2 separate regions of the Mus musculus genome follow, and region 1 is linked to region 2. The links are chromatin contacts, called in public Hi-C maps. All regions are on one chromosome and are shown on one strand. The core of a region is the stretch at or near the end of the contact, and the rest is flanking DNA. Distances in the headings are between cores, read along the strand shown.

What was found. Hi-C and Micro-C count contacts between places; a contact is called where the count stands out from the background.
Region 1: a contact with region 2 is called in a Hi-C map of embryonic fibroblasts, with 4 times the contacts expected there. The contact joins two enhancer-like sites. A contact is called at or near these places in 1 of 15 datasets of contacts at CTCF or cohesin (pro-B cells), 2 of 484 Hi-C or Micro-C datasets (Sertoli cells and embryonic fibroblasts) and 2 of 9 other capture datasets (adipose tissue and pancreatic islet).

Annotation. Positions count from the first base shown.
Region 1 is chr3:148,810,897-148,815,971 of GRCm38.p6, forward strand. Adgrl2 (adhesion G protein-coupled receptor L2) reads right to left here. Exons shown (of 24, transcript NM_001081298.1): 24 at 4,690-5,075. Among named protein-coding and RNA genes, the nearest start is that of Adgrl2, 140 kb to the right of the region's middle. Within about 2 kb of position 1,760, at least 13 of the 459 cell types and tissues checked have an H3K27ac peak or open chromatin away from gene starts, as enhancers often do. A contact at or near this core is called in embryonic fibroblasts, where this site is marked.
Region 2 is chr3:148,730,552-148,735,303 of GRCm38.p6, forward strand. No RefSeq gene overlaps it. Among named protein-coding and RNA genes, the nearest start is that of Adgrl2, 220 kb to the right of the region's middle. Within about 2 kb of position 3,455, at least 39 of the 459 cell types and tissues checked have an H3K27ac peak or open chromatin away from gene starts, as enhancers often do. A contact at or near this core is called in embryonic fibroblasts, where this site is marked.

The DNA of each region.
Region 1 (5,075 bases), core at 510-3,009, 79 kb after region 2:
ATGTATTCCTGCTCCAACATGAAACAGTGATGCCACGAAACTTCTCAGGTTATCTTTCAAACATCAGCCAGCCTATGTCTGTGTGTAAAAGCCGACTATTCATTATGATTGATACTTTGTGAGAAAACCACCAATGAGTCTTTCTTCTGGTCAACACCCTCTCACAGCTATCATAATTGCTCCTGTTGGATCTCTGTGGTCCTGGTCAGCCTTATTTATTTATTTATTTATTTATTTATTTATTTATTTATTTATTTATTTATATTTTTGATCTCTTTGACAGTCTAGTCATTATTCCTCTCCCACAGCTCCTCATCCCATTCCTCCTCCCACCTCCAAGAGGATGTCCCCACCCCCACCCCACCAGGCCTCTCTATTCCCTGGGGTCTCAAGTCATTCTAGGGTTAAGTGCCTCTTCTCTCACTGAGGTCAGACCAGGCGGTCTTCTGCTGTCTGTGTCAGGCCTGGGACCAGCTAGTGTTTGATGCCTGGCTGGTGGTGGTAGCATTTTGTCTAGGCTCTGCCCCACAATTACCTGGCAGCAGCCAGGTGTGCCTGACTCACTATAAAAGGGGATGCTTGGCCCCTCTGCTCTCTTTGCCTTCTTGCTCTCTTGTTCTTTCCTCTTGTTCCTCTCCCCCCCATGTATTCTTCTCTCTCTCTCTCTGTCTCTGTCTGTCTGTCTGCCTCTCTCTCTCTCTCTCTCTCTCTCTCTCTGCCTTTCTGTGTCTCTACTTACTACCCTCTCAACTCCCATCCCCATCCCCTGAATAAACTCTATTCTTCACGTGGCCCCTCAGGGGGAAGGGACGCCTCCGCATGGGCACCCCAGGAAGCCCTCCCTTTCCTCACACCTGACTATGCCTCCACCAAAAACATATCCCCTCCCCTTATCTTTTTATAAAACCCTCGGGGGCCAGGTTAGTTGAGACTGCTGATCTTCTTCCTCAACTTCTTCCAGTCTTTCCCTCATTCAACCACAGAGGCCCCCCACTTCAGCCCATTGGTTGGGTGTAAGTTTCTGCTTCTGTCTCAGTCAGCTGCTTGTTGGGCCTCTCAGGGGTAGCCATGCTAGGCTCCTGTCTGTAAGCACACGATAGCATCAGTAATAGTGTCAGGCCTTGGAGCCTCCCCTTGAGATGGGTCCCAAGTTGGGCTGGTCACTGGACTGCCATTCCCTCAGTCTCTTCTCCATTTTTGTCCCTGCAGTTCTTTTAAGAGAGAGCAAAAAATTTTTTTCTTTCTTCCTTTTTTTCCCCCCTAATAAAGTCAAATGAGAAAGCCACATGACTGGGAATGCTAAAATGCTTCTTTCAAGAGCCCAATTCTGACTCATGATTCAAAACTGCTGGTGAAAAACTATGCACAGACTGTCCAGTCGCCATTGGTCTCTTAGGCTCACAGCATGGGCTTGCTTAAGGATAGCTATGCCTTTTGAATATCTCCACAAGGTTTTTGTCTTCCAGCTTCAATGGGCACAGAATAGAAAGATGGGCATGTGTGTGTGTGTGTGTGTGTGTGTGTGTGTGTGTGTGTGTGTGTGTGATATCTATAGCAGGGTCAAGAGTGTAGTAAACTCACAAGCACTGGCTTTTCTAGGTATTAGTTCTAATTTCAAACACTTGTCTGTAACACTAAGGCCTGTAAACATAATGACATCGTGCACCCCATTTAGAAAAACCTTCTAGAAACAATAGGCTTTTAAAATCAAACCTGCCTGTCAAGGCTTCTGAGAAGAGCAGGAATGCCTTTGGGAGGAGGGTGGCGTGGGTGGGAGAGGGATGCCAGAGAGCTGGGAGAGGTCTATTGAAAAAGACACGTATTAATCACCTGGGAATGTCAAAGTTATTGTTCGTGTTCTGTTTGTTTTTTGACGGGAAGATGCCTCTCTGGATGGACCAGCTCAGGTCAGTGGCCACATGGCCTTGAGATGAACTTTGGGTACCTGTCAGTTCCCACTAGTACTAAATACTTCCCTAGGGCACACAGGTAATGTCGCAGAGCACTTGTTGCTTGAAGATGCTCTAACCAACCACCAGACGGTCACATTTTCCGGGTTGGTGGTGATCTCAGCTAACCATGTGTATAGTCCTTTGGAGACGTCATCTGACCCAACAGAAATTCCCACCATGAACAGTAGTGAAGACCAGCACAATTTTTCCCAGATACAGTCCTAGCCATCCAAACTCTAAGGCTCATTCATGGTTTTTTTTTGCCCTGGGAAGTAGCCTCATTTATTTTCTTCCCACTCGCCAGTAACTTTTCCTACTGAAGCTTGAGATTTAATGCAGTCGTTTGACGGGAAGGGGGTGATCTGGAACTGTTCTCTTTGTGAAATGTGGTGGGGAGGACCATCCTTAGAGAAAACTTCAGGGTCAAGAAATAAGACAAGCTGGCTCCCTTCCAGGAAGCCAGCTGGGAGGTAAGCCTTTCAAGTTTTTATTTTATTTTTTTAAAGAAAAATTATAAGGAGTAAAAATGTTATAGTTCAAATATTTGGACCCATCCCACCCCATGGAAGCAGAGTAAAAGTTCAGTTGTAAGCCCCAGTTTCAAGCTTGAGTTCAGAGAAACGTACATCACCCCTCGCTCTACTCATCTGAATACATGAACCGTCTTGAACATCTTTCTTCTGCCCACAGGGGAAAAAAAGGCACATGAAATTTGCTCTTATGCAAACATGCAAGGAATTTGTCCTGTTTTTTTTTTTTTTTTCTTTTGTTTGTGTGTGTGTGTGTGTGTGTGTGGTGTGGTCGCAAGTGATGGTTTTCATTCCAATAATCACTGTTTTACTGGCTACCAGGCTACCTCTAGTGAACGTGACTGAAGCAGACCTGGCACCATATTTACACAACTTGTATCAGCTTCTGTGTAACCGTCTATAAAAGCATTCAAAGTGAACATGAACGTAGTACAACTGCTATCAAGCCCATCTAAGATAAACAGACGACAGCATTCTCCTTATTACCATTCAAAGAGGAGTTATTCCCAGAGAAAACGATGGTAGAGCAATATTATAAATTACAAACCCATCAAGACAAACAGCATCCCAGGGATGCAAGAACTGTGTAGCCAGGAGTACTTGAGCAGACTTAAAGCAAGTAGACAAATAAAAAAAGCCATTAGCATTTTTTTTCCTTAAAAAAGTTCGGGGCTGGGGCAATGGCTCAGTGACTGCTACACAGGCCCGAGGACATCAGTTGAGATCCCAGCCTGTGCTTGTAACCCCAGTACTGCAGCAAGAGACGGGAAGGTCCTGAAAACTAGATCTGGCTAGCCATTCTCTCTAAAGTGGTGAGCTCCAAGTCCAGGAAGCCCCTCTCTCAAAAACAGAGTGAAGTAATTAACAAAGGCACCTTCAAGTTAACTTCTGACAGACACATGTTCATCCATACAACACTTAAGAGTGCCTGTGCATGCACGTGTATATGTGTTCACAGACATGTTTGCACCCCTGCATTCATGTGTGCACACACACACAAGTTTAGCCGCTAGATTCCTAATTTTAAACATAAAAACCACCTTGTGCTAGGAGGAAACCTATAGGGGGTGAGAAGCAACATATACAGACTCCTTTCCGTTTGTTTTAAAAACATTTTGGCAGCAAAGATGAGAGAATTTCCCAATTGTATTCTTTGGGGTAAAGAGTAGTGAGAAATGATTTTTAAAGACAGACCACTAAGCGCTTAGACATCAAGCAGTTCTCGTTCTTTCTGGGTTCTGAGAACGGCCTTGAGAGAGAGACAAATGGGTCTAATTGAGTAGCCCACACCACCTTTCCTTTTCTTAGTATTTTCTTGCCCAAATTCGTGATGAAAGCAGACTGATGCTGTCTAGTTTATATGCAAAAGTTAGTGTGGAGTTTAAGACTCTAGATAGAAAACGCAACAAGGCTGAAATGCCAATGCCCGCTTTTGCAACACCCTCTTCCAGCAGTTTCATAAACTCAGGGCATTTCAGCCAATGAATCACATGGACTCTTTCTCCAGAGATGGTAAATCCTGGACCCTGAGCTTCTGATGGCAGTTTCCACTTGGATATTGATGGTATGCGACCTTATGGCTTATCTTCAAACATTTCTAGGGTCTACTGTGCCCTCCATGGGCTACGTGAATACAAGTTTGGAAATGATTCTCTTGCAGCTCCAGAGATGGCTCAGAAGTTCAGCTGCTCTTCCAGAGGACTCAGTCAATTCCCAGTACCCACATGGTAGCTCACAGCTGTCTGTAACTACAGTTTCGGGGGACCTGGTAATCGTTTCTGGCCTCTGAGTGTAGTAGGGATGTATGTGGTACAGACACACATACAGACAAAATACTTACACACATATCCTAAAATAAATATTTCTAGAGAAAAAGGTACCCTTTTAAAACTCCGTAGGCACATCCCACTGCGTCCATGTAAAGTGATGTCTCACTGAGAAGCACCTGAGGAGACCAAACTTGGGAAGTCACGGGTAGAGATGATAACATTACAGACCAGAAAGATCTGGCCATGGAAGGTCAATTGTAAGGTTTGCATTTGGAGCAAGAGCTTTCCATCATTACAGACCTCGCCACTCTGAGCAGTCAATTTTTAACAATTCATAAGTTGGGAGCATATGTTTTAGGAATCTATCCTTTGCACAATACTCAGAACTCTATTGAAGGGAGAAAAAAAATCAGGTGTATTTTTCTGTTCAAATTCAGTGTTAGAATTATAATCCTTCATTTATTTTACAAAATTTTACTTCCCACTACAACTCATTTTACAGATTTTGTCTCTGTATGAGAGATAATTAGGATACAAATCTATTCTTCTCACTGCAAAGGATAAGCAGGCCAACTTATACTTATGCTTGCATTCTTATACGTAACTATGGTTACAGTCTGAGGGTTCCTAAGCAGAGGGGGAGATGGGATTGGAAAGGACCACCTTGGTCGAGTCTATTGCTTAACATACATAAAAGTGCACGTTACTACTTGAAAAAATTCACATTTATTTACTGTCAAACCGTGTTAAACTTTACACTGGATATTAGTAATAGGCTCGTTATTAACAGCTTTACACAAAGAGCTTGAAAGAAGAGCAGAGCT
Region 2 (4,752 bases), core at 2,205-4,704:
GTGGGACTTGAAGTATTTAAAACACATACACACCCCTACTTGTTTTAGTTTCTCTAAATCTGACACACCCAAAGTGCCTCTTGCCTTTAGCAATTATAATTAAAAAGAATAAGCTCACCTGTGTAGAAATTTCTCATCTCTTTCTTTAAATCTTCTTGCACTGAAAACTGTCAGTGTTCCTTATTTTATTTATATATTACCTGGAAAATGAGTACAAAACAATCTTCTAGTTATAATTATATGAGACATACACCATACAGTGTCAATTTTCTGAATTTTCCCTTGGCATTATCTAATTGACTATCATATCAAATATCAGCTTATCTAATAACAAGGAATTTAATCTTTATAACCAACCCAGAGAACATCTAAATTTGGTATACCAGACGATTTTTCTCTGGTAGATTATTTTAAGAGGTGTTTAGCTAAACTAATCTTAAATAGCAAATTTTCACATTGTTCAAGTAACATATGACTTTAGCTTGCTGGTATTTTATCACGGCAAAGAGGTTCAAATTTATTCATATCAAAACATACTGAGTAAAATTTCTCAAATATCTACTACTGTTTATTTTGTTTATACAGTGTTTGCTTTTTCAGCCTTCTTAGACACATTAATCTTTTTGATATCTGATAAAACATCACACTGTTTGATATGCTCAATTTCACTTTGTTGAGGGTTAGCTTACATTCTGCCAAAATGTGAATTTAATAATTCTTCAATGATAGAAAAGTGTGTTATTTCATAAATAAATTAGACAAAGCCATGCTTCACCCACTCCCTTCCTCAATGACAGGTAGAAGCTACTTCAAAGATGAGATTCACACAATGCATACATGTGCCTCAAAAAGATCTTTCCAGTCATCAACACTGCTAGATTACCAAAGGAGTATAAAAGTCTTTTTTTTTTCCTACTATTGTGGATTCTGGACTACTGTGCAAATCAGAAGTAGTCCCCTAGTAACTTCTTGAAGTGATGCTATTACTGCCTAATGACCCTGGAGACAGTGGCCCAAAACTGAGAGGAGCTGTTTCTCTCAGAAAACCATTTCTAGGGCTGCAATGTTCTTGCAGTCGTTGTGTGTTTCGGTTTCGGGTCTTTGTGGAGTTATTCTGTGGTTTATTTTATTTTCCCAAGGAGGCTCTCTTTGTCCATCCTTACTACTGTTTCCTTTGAGACAAGTCAAATACACAGAAAGGCCCTTAGGTAAGAGTCTTGGTCTCTGGACTGGAAAGGGAGGTTAAAGAGACTTGATGAGGAAGTGGTACTGAAGTCTATTGAGTTACCTAAACAGTCAATGAAGGCGGAGAAGAGGAAAGGGAAGGAAAGCAGGGTCCATGGTGAAGGACAAAGTTCAAGGTCAGTACCACCCTACATTCTAACTGAAGCAGATACTTCAAAGACTATGATGATCAACCCTGCTAATACTCCTGATGGTTTAGGGCTATAAAACTAGCCGGAAACTTTATCGGTGCTGCAGTTATCAGGGACTTTGATAAGAGAGCTTCTGGGAGGGGGACAGGGAAAGCTTGGTTAGCCTGCCTCCGAAAGAGAAAGAAGACACAGCAAACAAAGGCAAGAAAATCCCAATGTAAAAAAGCAGAGGTTAAGTGATGTTGCACCCAGAGAGGGTTTTGATGTGGATGGGATAGTGTGTGTGTGTGTGTGTGTGTGTGTGTGTGTGTGTGTGTGTGTGTGTGTGTGTTAGATGTATGCACATGTGTGTAAGTGTGCTTGCGTCTGTGTACAGTGAGGTTCAAAGAGACTGTCAGTACCCTCTACCTCTCTCCCCCATACTCGCTGTAGACAGGCCCTTTTACTGAACCTAGAGTTAGGCTCCTATCCAGCAAGCCCCTCCTATCTCTGCCTCCCATGGCACTGAGGTAACAGGTACATGAGTACAGCTGACCTTTACACGGGTTCAGAGGATTTGAATGCAGGTCTCTATGGTCATGTAGCAAACACTCTTAGTTACTGAGCCGTATCTGCCGCTCAAATATTATCAGAATCTTTATTTTATTTCTAATGCATATGCATGTGTATCTGTGTGCATGTACGTGCGCCACATGCATACAATAGCCTTAAGAGGTCAGAAGAATCTCAGATCCCCTGGGCCTGGAATTATAGATGGTTGTGAGCTTCCTTGTGGTTGCTCACAACCAAGCCTAGGACCTCTGCAAGAGCAATAAGTGCTGCAAGCCACTGAGCCAGCTCTCCAGCGCCTTTAGTATGTTTCAAGGATAGAAACAAATAGTCTACTTGCTTATCAGTGTGACTAAAGTATAAAAGTGAAAGCTCTGTTTTTGCAGGAAGATGGGGAGAGAATCATGTGGCGACAAGTGTAGGAAGTTACCAGTGGCACTGGCTGGAGTCAGGGCTGGCAAGGTAGACAGCCTGATTCTATCAGTGAAACCAGTTCTCAGAAAGAATCCTTGCCCCTGCAGTCCAGGCATTTCCCCATGGGCAGAGTCTTCCAAAGCCCTCCTTGACTCTCATTGCATACTTTGTTACTTGGCTCCAGTATTTATCTCCCAATTAACACCATAGACCTGGCCTTTCTTTTCTAGTACTATAACCTTAATTCCCCAAATGGAAAACCGGGGACTACAGAGAGTAAACTCCACGTATAAACGTTGAACAAGCAAGCAATGGAAGTTCCAAAAACAGATCTTTTCTACACTCCAGATGTTTCAAAGTGTGCCATTACCATTATCAAGCTTATTTTTTCTTGAAAAACAAAAGAAAAACAAAAAACATGGTTGACTCCGTAGTCTGGCAATCGGGCCTGTAGTAGTTGGCTCTGAGAGTCTGTGATAATGACACCCCTGGGCAGGCTACAAGATGCAGACCGAGAACATTAACGATGATCAGGTACGGCCAAGACAAAGGCTGCCACTCATCCTGAGGCCCTGTGCTGTGTGTGCAAACGGCGGTGCAGAGAAAGGATCATTTGTTTAACAAACATCCAAGATTTAAAACCATTAAAGAGGAAGCGAATTATCCTTGGATGTTTGCCTAGCGCATGTGATCTGTCTTCTATAATTTTTGCTGCTTTCTACCAAATCACTTGAGAGTTCAGTTAATATTTCTGTACTGGTTTTCCACTGGGCTGTAAAGTGAAACTCAGAGAGATTAAGCGCTCTCCACAAGGGCAGTTATCTGCAGCTGCTGAGCGAAGAGGGCTCACAATCACGCTGCCTGCTTTTCTGAGCCTGGCTAAGCCGACTAGCCTTCCAAGGAAATGAAGAGTTGGAGGGGTAAAAGTGGTGCACTGGCCACTGTAGATAATACTGATTTTATTTCTCTGGGCTGACTTGTATTGATTTGTGCCAAGCATATTTATAAAAATAAAAATAGTTCGTTCATGAATATTGAGCCTAAACCCTGCTAGCATACTTATGCTCTGATTGAGTGGCATCAAAAAGCAACTGAACGCTGTCTAGTGGCTTGGACAGCACTGAGACAGAAGGAAGCCATGCCCACACTTTCAAATCTTTCCAGCTTACCTTTTGAAGGTCAACTGGTCAGCCCTGCCAAACAGAAACAAAGCAATGAAAGGAACTTGGGAACTCGCAAAATAGAGATATTCTCCTGGGGAGAAGGCCACTGCATTGACTAAAGCAGGGTGTCACCTTCTTGCTAAAGTTTCCTGAGTTTGAGGAGTGAGGAAGTTTTGTTTTAAAGCTGGTTGTTCTTTTAAGATTGTGTTCCCAATTGAGAAATTACATTCCATTCTTCTCCATCTCCAGCGAAGGGGAATTTCACACCCCGGTTCCAAACCACATAGTAAAATAATAACATTCTGCGTGGGGTGTAGAATGACTCTCATAATCTCCTCTGCACCGTGCAAAGACTTTTGCAAGAATGAATATAAAGCGATATTGTTTGATTACGTCCCTCCGATGAGGTCAGCGCTGGGCAGCCAAAGAGGAGACGAGAAGATCATTTTACCTGAGAGCCCCATAGATGTGTAAGCCATTCACCCTGGCTCCCTCCACTCTACCCTCTCCCTCCCTCCTTCCTTTTTTCTTTGCTCTCTGCAAATGTCTCTGCCCTGTTTACTGCCAATCTTGACCTTCGAAAATAACTGAGCTATGTTCTTGTCATTAACGATTACATCCCCCAGCAGATGTGGCAGGCACTGCAGCCTGCTTCGTTGTTCACAGACAATCCAAAGTCGGGTGGAAACTTGAAGACAAAACTAGACCTGTTAAGCAATATTGAAAAAAGAATGGAACTAAGAAATATATTCCAAATTAAAAGTCAATTCCACTTTATTTCCTGTAGGACACAGAATGATATATATTCCAAAGTACATTGGACACACGAGGGGTTATTTTTAAAATTCACTGTTAAGGGAAAAATAAGCTATAGAATAGCACAACCACATGCTTATACAGAGAAATAAAATGTTAAAGTCACATAAGACTTTTACTTTTATTGTTTGTTCTGTTTTCTACATTTTGTATATAATTAAAATACCTATTTACTTAATTATTTAATAGGTTTTATAGTGTTAAAATTCTTGTGGTTCTATTTTTTTTTCTTTCTTCCTTTTAGATCTTTCTTAAATCTTGGAAAAGACATTTGTGGATACACACACACACACACACACACACACACACGTACATATTTGGATTAGGCCAAGTTCTCCTCTCTGAGCCAGCTGATAAGGCAGGGATTTAGAAGGCAAAAGCATTATATAATCAGAATTTTATTAAACTGTCTGGGATTTTATAGATCATCTGTT